2 separate regions of the Mus musculus genome follow, and region 1 is linked to region 2. The links are chromatin contacts, called in public Hi-C maps. All regions are on one chromosome and are shown on one strand. The core of a region is the stretch at or near the end of the contact, and the rest is flanking DNA. Distances in the headings are between cores, read along the strand shown.

Region 1 (3,652 bases), core at 553-3,052, 110 kb after region 2:
GGAATTAAACTGAGGACCTTGTGTAGATGCTAGAAAAGTAATTTACCTACTCAGTTATATCCCAGTTTCCATTCTGATTTTTAAATTTCTATGTTATTTAGTCTGAAAATAAAGGAAGAACTAAAATACCAAATTGGGGATTAAGTTTAAGTTAAGTATATACTAATACTAATTAAAGGATAAAGTAAATTCACTATCAACAAGCATTTATATCTTCTTGATAATATCTAAAACTTTTAAATTTTATGTAATTGTTGGTGTATGAATGTTATGCATGTCTGTGTACCACGAACATGTCTGGTGCCCGTGGAGGCCAGAGGAGGGCATCAGGTCTTTCGAAATTATATTTTTTGAAAGTGTCTTTCTCAGCTATGCAAACAGTCTTAGGTATTCTTTTACGATGTTTTGCATTAAATGTTTTGTTCTTTCTAGCTAAGCTATTGGGGAGGGGAGTAAATATTAAACTGATACTGTCTTTTCCACCACCAGTAACAGATACTATGCAGTGACTAGTTACAGTTTATTTTTGTATATGTGGCTTCAATCTGAAAATTAGTGGTAGAGTTCTAAAGCTCAATTCAGAAGGTTACATTTTTTATTGATGTGGTGTTCATGTAGTACCTTTTATGGACTAAAATTAGGCAGCATCCACACATCCATGTGATATTTCAGTAAGTATGAAGAAAATGAACACTTTCCACAAGTATTTCCTAAACTGCATTTCAAGAGGCACACTGAATATTCCACAAATTATGGGTTAATTGGATATGTAGGGCTGGAAACTAGTATTTTGAATACATTCTTTTTTCCTTATCATAGAAAAAGTTTCACAAGCTCTGAACAGAAACCTTGTGCAAGGTTGGCCCAGGTCACTTTAACTGTGGACCCTTGAGAGGAACACTGGATTGAACTTGGGGCACTGTGGCCACATGAGGAAACCGTAGGCAGTGGCCAGAGTCTTTAAGCAGGTTATGTAAAAAGCATATTTAAAAAAAATATTGTCACAGTGTGCTCAGAGCACAAACATAGGTAAGGGTTTGGCACATTTGCATAATCTAGAAACCAGCGTAGCTGAGTTTAAGTTGGGGTAGAGTTCAGCATTGGACAGGAAGATCTCACCTGTGTTGGAGAGTTCATACATGCAGCATCTGGTTTGCAGAGGTGCTTCTCCTAGCCTAGTGGTTGTTTTTTTGTTTTTTGTTTGTTTTTTGTTTTGTTTTCCTTTTTTCAGTAAAGCATGGTCATTTTCCGTTCACTGGTACAGAGAAACTGTAAAGTAGAACAAAGCTAATTGGATTTTATGAGCACTTTATACAAATGGTAGAATTGTCCAGTTCTAGCAAGAATCTTGTCCTTAAGTGTCAGTGCTCACTAGGGGTGGCTAATACCCACGTAATCCATATATGGTGAAAAGCAGTGAGCACTACTTAGAAGTAAGTGTTCTGTGCTGAGATTTAAAAAATTCTTGCTTGACATGACTAAAGCCTCATTTTGAATTGCATCACTGACTCCCTGTGGTTTTTTTGTCTTGACCAAAAAAATTACCATAAAGAAACATTTAGAAGTATACTAAAATCTCAGGTGTTTGTGAACCTGACATAGTAATATGGTGCCTCTCATAAAGCTTTTCCATACTGTGTGCCCATACTTTCTTAGCATTTGTGGTTAGAGCCACACTATTCGCAAGATTAGCGTAATTTCTATTTCTGACTTTTTAAACTGCATGCCTTTGTAATGTGTCATCCTTAGTGACGATGCATGCTACACTAACAGTTCCCTCCAGGAAGCCCATTGCTGTGGTAGCTGCTTGAGATGTGACTGATGTTACCATCGTGTTCCTCTTGCTTTCATAACTGTGAGGTAGTATCAGTTAAGTACCTCCTGAGTTATCCTGCTTTTCCTCTGTTTTTGTGTATCTGGCTAAATTTATTTGTATTAAACTGGTAAATATGGTTTTAAACATTCCTGAGTATTACTGTTTTACTGTGTTTTCCTTTCAAATGGCAGGAAGCCTTTAACATATTACATGTCTCTAACTTGAAAATATGATGTCTTTATACATCCTGGAATTTAATAAAACACATTTCTGTCTGTCTGTCATGTCTGTCTGTCTGTGTCTCTTTGTCTCTGTCTCTCTAGCCTTGGCTGCCCTAGAACTCACTCTGTAGACCTGTCTAGCCTTGAATTCAGAGATCCACCTTTGAAAGGCGTGCGCCAACAGCGCATGGCTTATACATGATTTTGTTATATCATGATCATGTTAGTATCATGCTTAATATCTTTCATTGACTCTGGACAGCTTTTCATGATAGTTTTATTTAACTTCTGAGCATGATACATACTTTTTCTTTTCTTCCTTATTTTAAAGACAAGGTGTGCCTGTATAGCTCAGATTGGCCTTGGTTTGTGCTTCCTCTTCCTACTGAGTCCTAGAATTACAGGTATGTATAACTCCCTGGTCACAACTTTTATACAGTGCTCATCTACTACCTTATATATTTAACTTTAAAAATGTTTTAATTGAAATAACCATAATTGTACAAAACTGCAAGTATTGTACACTTTTTCTTACTGAAGTACAAGAATAATTTGTTTACTGATGTCCATTCCTTTACAATATGTTTGTATGTATATCTACATACTTTTATATGACCATATGCAACTGTTCAAATCCAGAAATTAACATTGATGAGATACTGTCATTTTATTTTCAGAAACTTTTGAGTTTATCAGTTGATGTAGTGGTCTTGTTAGAGCAACAGGATTCCGTCTGGAACCCTGGGTTATGTGGGAGTGGTGTATCTTGCAGTGTTGGTTAAGCCAGGTAACCTGGGTTATGTGGGAGTGGTGTATCTTGCAGTGTTGGTTAAGCCAGGTCTTTAGGTTTTCCTTGACTTTCACAACTTGGTCTCTTTTGAGGATTGCAGGCCTTTTGCAGTAACCTCCCCATTTGGATTTTCCTCACAGTTCAATTTAGACAAAATCTTGTTAGTATCTCAGAAGCAGTGCAGTCAGTGTTGTGCTTGCATCCTGTCAGGTGAGGCACAGGTCTCACACTGTTTATTACATGCTGTGCTGACACTCACCAGGCTTCTCCACTGTAGTTCCTGTTTGGGTGGGGTGCGCTGGAACATGCCGGTCCTCCTAACACCAAAGAGGCCGAGGCAGGATCATGAATGGAAGCTCTGCTGGGCTGTATAAGAGAATTTGAGCCTGGCCAGAGCAACACATCGAGGCACAGCAGCAGCAGCAGCAGCAGCAGCAACAGCAACAGCAGCAACAACAACAACATCAGACAAACGAACTGAAATCATGACAGAACAATTATTTCTTTCCCTTTATAATTATTGGAGAGGTATTTTATATTATGTGTCTATCCTTGCATTATTAAATTGTATTTATATCTAGAATAACTTATGTGGTTTTGTGTGTGTGTGTGTGTGTGTGTGTGTGTAGCTTAGTAGGTTAGAACCCTCACTACAGATTAGTAGAATTACCCAAGTGCTTCAGGAAGGAACAAATTGTCCCCTATCTTCAGTTTTTCTCTTTGAAAATGTTTCAAATTAAAAAAAGTGAAAACATGATGAGAGAAGTAGGCAAGGGCCTACAATATATGAATTGTATATGCCACCTTCAGTGGTTGGAATGTTGT
Region 2 (3,881 bases), core at 1,193-3,692:
CACATTCCATGACAGTGAGAAAGTTGCCAGGGCAAACAAGCGAAAACCTTGTCTGTATGCCCACCGTGGGCAGAGAGCAAAGGACCTCCTGGCTCTTCCAACCTTCAGACCGATATCCACTACCTCTCTGTTTCTTTCTTAGGAAGTGGTTGCTGCCATCACAGTCTTTTACCTTCATTGGCCAGTGATCAGTGGGTGACCATGGGGCCACAGACACCCCACTGCTTGTGGGGCTGGAGATCTGGGTGCTCTGAAGGGAGGACACCTTACTTGCCTTTGGGCACTGGGAAAGACTAGTAGGAGCCAAGGCTTCTCTAGGCCCCAGAGTGGGTTTCTCCCCTAACACTCAGTCTGTCTCTGAATCGCAGACGTGTTCCCTCCCCACATCTGCTGAGAAATTACATTCCTGGAGAATCGCTGCTTCCTCGGGACGCTGGGAAATCTGCTGAGCTTCCTTGCAAGCATACCCAGGGTAGCCACTGCAGGGACCTTCCCAAGTAAAAAGGGCATCACACTCTTAAACACTCTTCATTGTGGCTTTACCCGGGAGTCTTACCTTCTAGCCACAGGCCACGATGAAACTATATAAGGGAGTAGCTACCAAATTTATTGTAGGTAAAACACCAATACATGTTAGCTTCAGATGGGGAAGGTGGGAGAGATCTGTAACGTGCAGCCTTTGCTTCTTTCTATGGTGTGAGTCTCTGGGACATGCATTTGGGGGAAAGTTCCCAGAAGGCTGTGCAGCCTGGGGAAGGAGCTGATGGAGGAAGAGGAAATGGGATTGTATTTGTGAAAGCATTGGGCTTCCAAGAGAGTGGGGGTTCAATGAATGGAGTCCTCCTGGCATAGAGAGGTTGAGAGATATTCTCCATGCTCCAAGTGGAGTCTGGGAAGCAAGTTGGGGACACGTGTCTTCCAGCTCTGTCCTTTGCTCTAGGCTGGCAGGAAGTGCTGGGAACTAACCTGAGAGTAAATATGGCAACGATTAGGGATACTTGGCCCAAGACACCTAATTTCTGAAATGAGAGTATGCTTTGAGATTGGAAATGTCCACACAGCTTTGCGGTAAAGGTCAGTGGTAGAGGCTTGCCTAGTAAGGCCATCTTTAGAGCCACTATAAAAACACATGTGTGTATATATGTATAAATTAAATGTCCATGCAATGGTCTGATTGATACCTCACAGTGAACAAGAAAATTCTGAAGTCCCTGGAGGCTTTTTCCCTTATTTTATGTGCATGAGTGTTTTGTCTGTATGTATGCATATGCATCATATATATGTCTCCTGCCTGGGGAGGACAGAAGAGGGAATCAGACCCCTGGAACTAGAGTTGTGAGCTGTCATGTGAGTGCTGGTAACTGAATCCCTGGTCCTCTGCAAGAGTAAGTGCTCTTAACTGCTGAGTCATCTCTCCAGGCCCTGGAGTTCTTAGAGTTAAATTATCATTATCATTACCACCACCACCACCACCACCACTAGCAGCAGCAGAAGCAGCAGCAGCAGGACCACCACCACCACCACCACCATCGTCGTCGTCATCATCATCATCATCATTGTGTTGAGATCAGAGGCCAGGTTTTGGAAGTTGGTTCTTACCTTCTACCATAGGATCAGGTCATCAGGCAATCAATCACCTTTACAAACAGCTATTTCGCCTTGAGTTTTAAAGTGAAGAACTTTCCTCATAGCTAGTTCTCAAAGTAGCTGTGGGTGACAAGATACATTTGCTTGGGCCGCATTCAGTGAGTGAGGCTGGATAAAAAGGTGGATTTGGTGGTTGGTGGTAGTTGATGACCCTCCCAGGAGCAGCCTGATCTGAACAGCTCCTTGCCTTGGGTCCAGGGGGAGCAGAGACGCTGGGGAAAACAGTGCCAGTCCTGTGGACACCATCTTTTAATAAGACACACATTTACAGACAGTGACTACTTGTGGCACTGTCTCCCATTCTCTTCTGTAGCCGGTACAGAACTCTCCCAGGCCCTCCTGTGACTCACAAAGGCTGGGAATTTCCTCCCAAGCCCTGAGAACCCTCTTCTGACATCTACCACACTAACCAAATTTCACCCTGTGGTATTTTGGAAAGAACGATGGAGAGTCAGGAGAATTAACAGGGCATAGAGCCTGGAGGCAGATAACAGCTCCAGTCTGGAGAGCTAAGGTCTCCCATCAGTGGCCCCCTCATAGGGAACCTGATGAAAGATGTTAACCAAGACTGAATTAAGGCCCAGTGTCCATACATTGTTCAGCTGTCAGACTGTTTGCCACTCTTCAGACAATGTGATGTTTGCAGTGGTGTGTGTGTGTGTGTGTGTGTGTGTGTGTGTGTGTGTGTGTGTGTGTGTGTCTGTCTGTCTGTCTGTCCGTTTTGTTTTTCCATGCCCAGCCTAGGCCACTGTCAGCACCGCAGGGTACAGCTGGTGTTGATGGGGCAGAAACGCTGAGTCACTGGCTGCTAAGTGACCCTCTTACATCATGCTATTGTCCTTTCTGTTAGGCCTTTGGGGACTCTGTTTTTGTTTTGTTTTGTTTTGTGTTTGCCTGGGGCCTGGCCCTGCTAGGAAATCAGAGTGTAGAAAACTCAGAGGCTGCCAGACTCCTGAGCCAATTGATCTAGCAGGACCGCAAGTCACTATGGGTCCTTTGAGAACACCCTGTACCCCATCAGTGGCCTGTAGCTCTCCATCTAGGGATGGGCTTTTTGATGTTTGTCCTATCTGAGTTGGCATGTTTACTGATGTCATTATAAAAGTCTTGGGTTTTTTTTTTTTTTGGAGCCAGAGTCTCATGTAGCCTAGGCTGACCTTGAACTGGATGTAGCTCAAAGAGTGATTCTGAACTAATCAACCTCCTACCCTCACTGCTCAGGTGCTGGTACTGCAAGTGTGCACCACTATGCCCTGCTGCCATTTCCATGTGCAGTATTTTATTTCTTCCTGTATATCAATATACCTTTATATAACTGGGTCCATATTATGCATTTTATTAAATGAAAATGTGCCCCAGCCCTGCCACTATCCTTTGCTAGGTTATTTGATTCCCTTCTGTCTTTTTTTTTTTTAAGATTTATTTATTTATTTATTTATTTATTTATTTATTGTATGTGAGTACACTGGAGCTGTACAGATGGTTGTAAGCCTTCATGTGGTTGTTGGGAGTTGAATTTTTTATGACCTCTGATCATTCCAGTATGACCTCTGATCATTCCAGTCGGTCCCGTTTGCTCAGTCCCTGCTCACTCCAGCCCAAAGATTTATTTATTATTATACATAAGTACACTGTAGCTGACTTCAGACACACCAGAAGAAGGTGTCCGATCTCATTACCAATGGTTGTTGTGAGCCACCATGTGGTTGCTGGGATTTGAACTCAGGATCTTTGGAAGAACAGTCAGTGCTCTTACCTGCTGAACCATCTCTCCAACCCCTTCCCTTCTGTCTTATCCAGGGTTTCTATTGTCAAAACACAGTGACCAAAAATCAACCCAAGAAGAAAGGGTTTATTGGGCTTACATGTCCATACCATAAGCCACCACAGAAGGACGCCAGGACAGCAAGTCAGACAGAGAAGGAACCTGGAGTCAGGAGCTGATGCTCCTCTTGACCACGGAGGACATACTGCTTACTGACTTGCTTCCCATGGCTTGCTCAGCCTGCTTTCTTATAGAACCCAGAGCCACCAGCACAGGGATGGCACCACCCACAACAGGCTGGACCCTCCCTGTTCATCACAAATAAGGAAAATGCTCTTCAGGCTTGCCTACAGGTCGATCATAGGAGGCATTTTCTCAATTGAGGTCTCCTGCCCTCAGATGACTAGACTTTGGTCAAGTTGACAAATATCTAACCAGTATACCTTCCTCTCACCTCTGCAATGTACCA

Evidence for each region. Hi-C and Micro-C count contacts between places; a contact is called where the count stands out from the background.
Region 1: a contact with region 2 is called in a Hi-C map of embryonic fibroblasts, with 4 times the contacts expected there. The contact joins two enhancer-like sites. A contact is called at or near these places in 4 of 39 promoter capture datasets (the 3T3-L1 cell line, 3T3-L1-derived adipocytes, liver and 1 more), 42 of 484 Hi-C or Micro-C datasets (the AML12 cell line, the C2C12 cell line, the G1E-ER4 cell line and 26 more), 13 of 115 datasets of contacts at active chromatin or transcription factors (astrocytes, cardiomyocytes, embryonic fibroblasts and 7 more) and 3 of 9 other capture datasets (adipose tissue, liver and pancreatic islet).

Annotation. Positions count from the first base shown.
Region 1 is chr1:179,968,514-179,972,165 of GRCm38.p6, forward strand. The region is part of intron 1 of Cdc42bpa (CDC42 binding protein kinase alpha); the gene reads left to right. Among named protein-coding and RNA genes, the nearest start is that of Cdc42bpa, 9.6 kb to the left of the region's middle. Within about 2 kb of position 1,803, at least 66 of the 459 cell types and tissues checked have an H3K27ac peak or open chromatin away from gene starts, as enhancers often do. A contact at or near this core is called in the C2C12 cell line, adipose tissue, adipose-derived mesenchymal stem cells and 6 more, where this site is marked.
Region 2 is chr1:179,861,094-179,864,974 of GRCm38.p6, forward strand. No RefSeq gene overlaps it. Among named protein-coding and RNA genes, the nearest start is that of Gm31668, 15 kb to the right of the region's middle. Within about 2 kb of position 2,443, at least 83 of the 459 cell types and tissues checked have an H3K27ac peak or open chromatin away from gene starts, as enhancers often do. A contact at or near this core is called in the C2C12 cell line, adipose tissue, adipose-derived mesenchymal stem cells and 6 more, where this site is marked.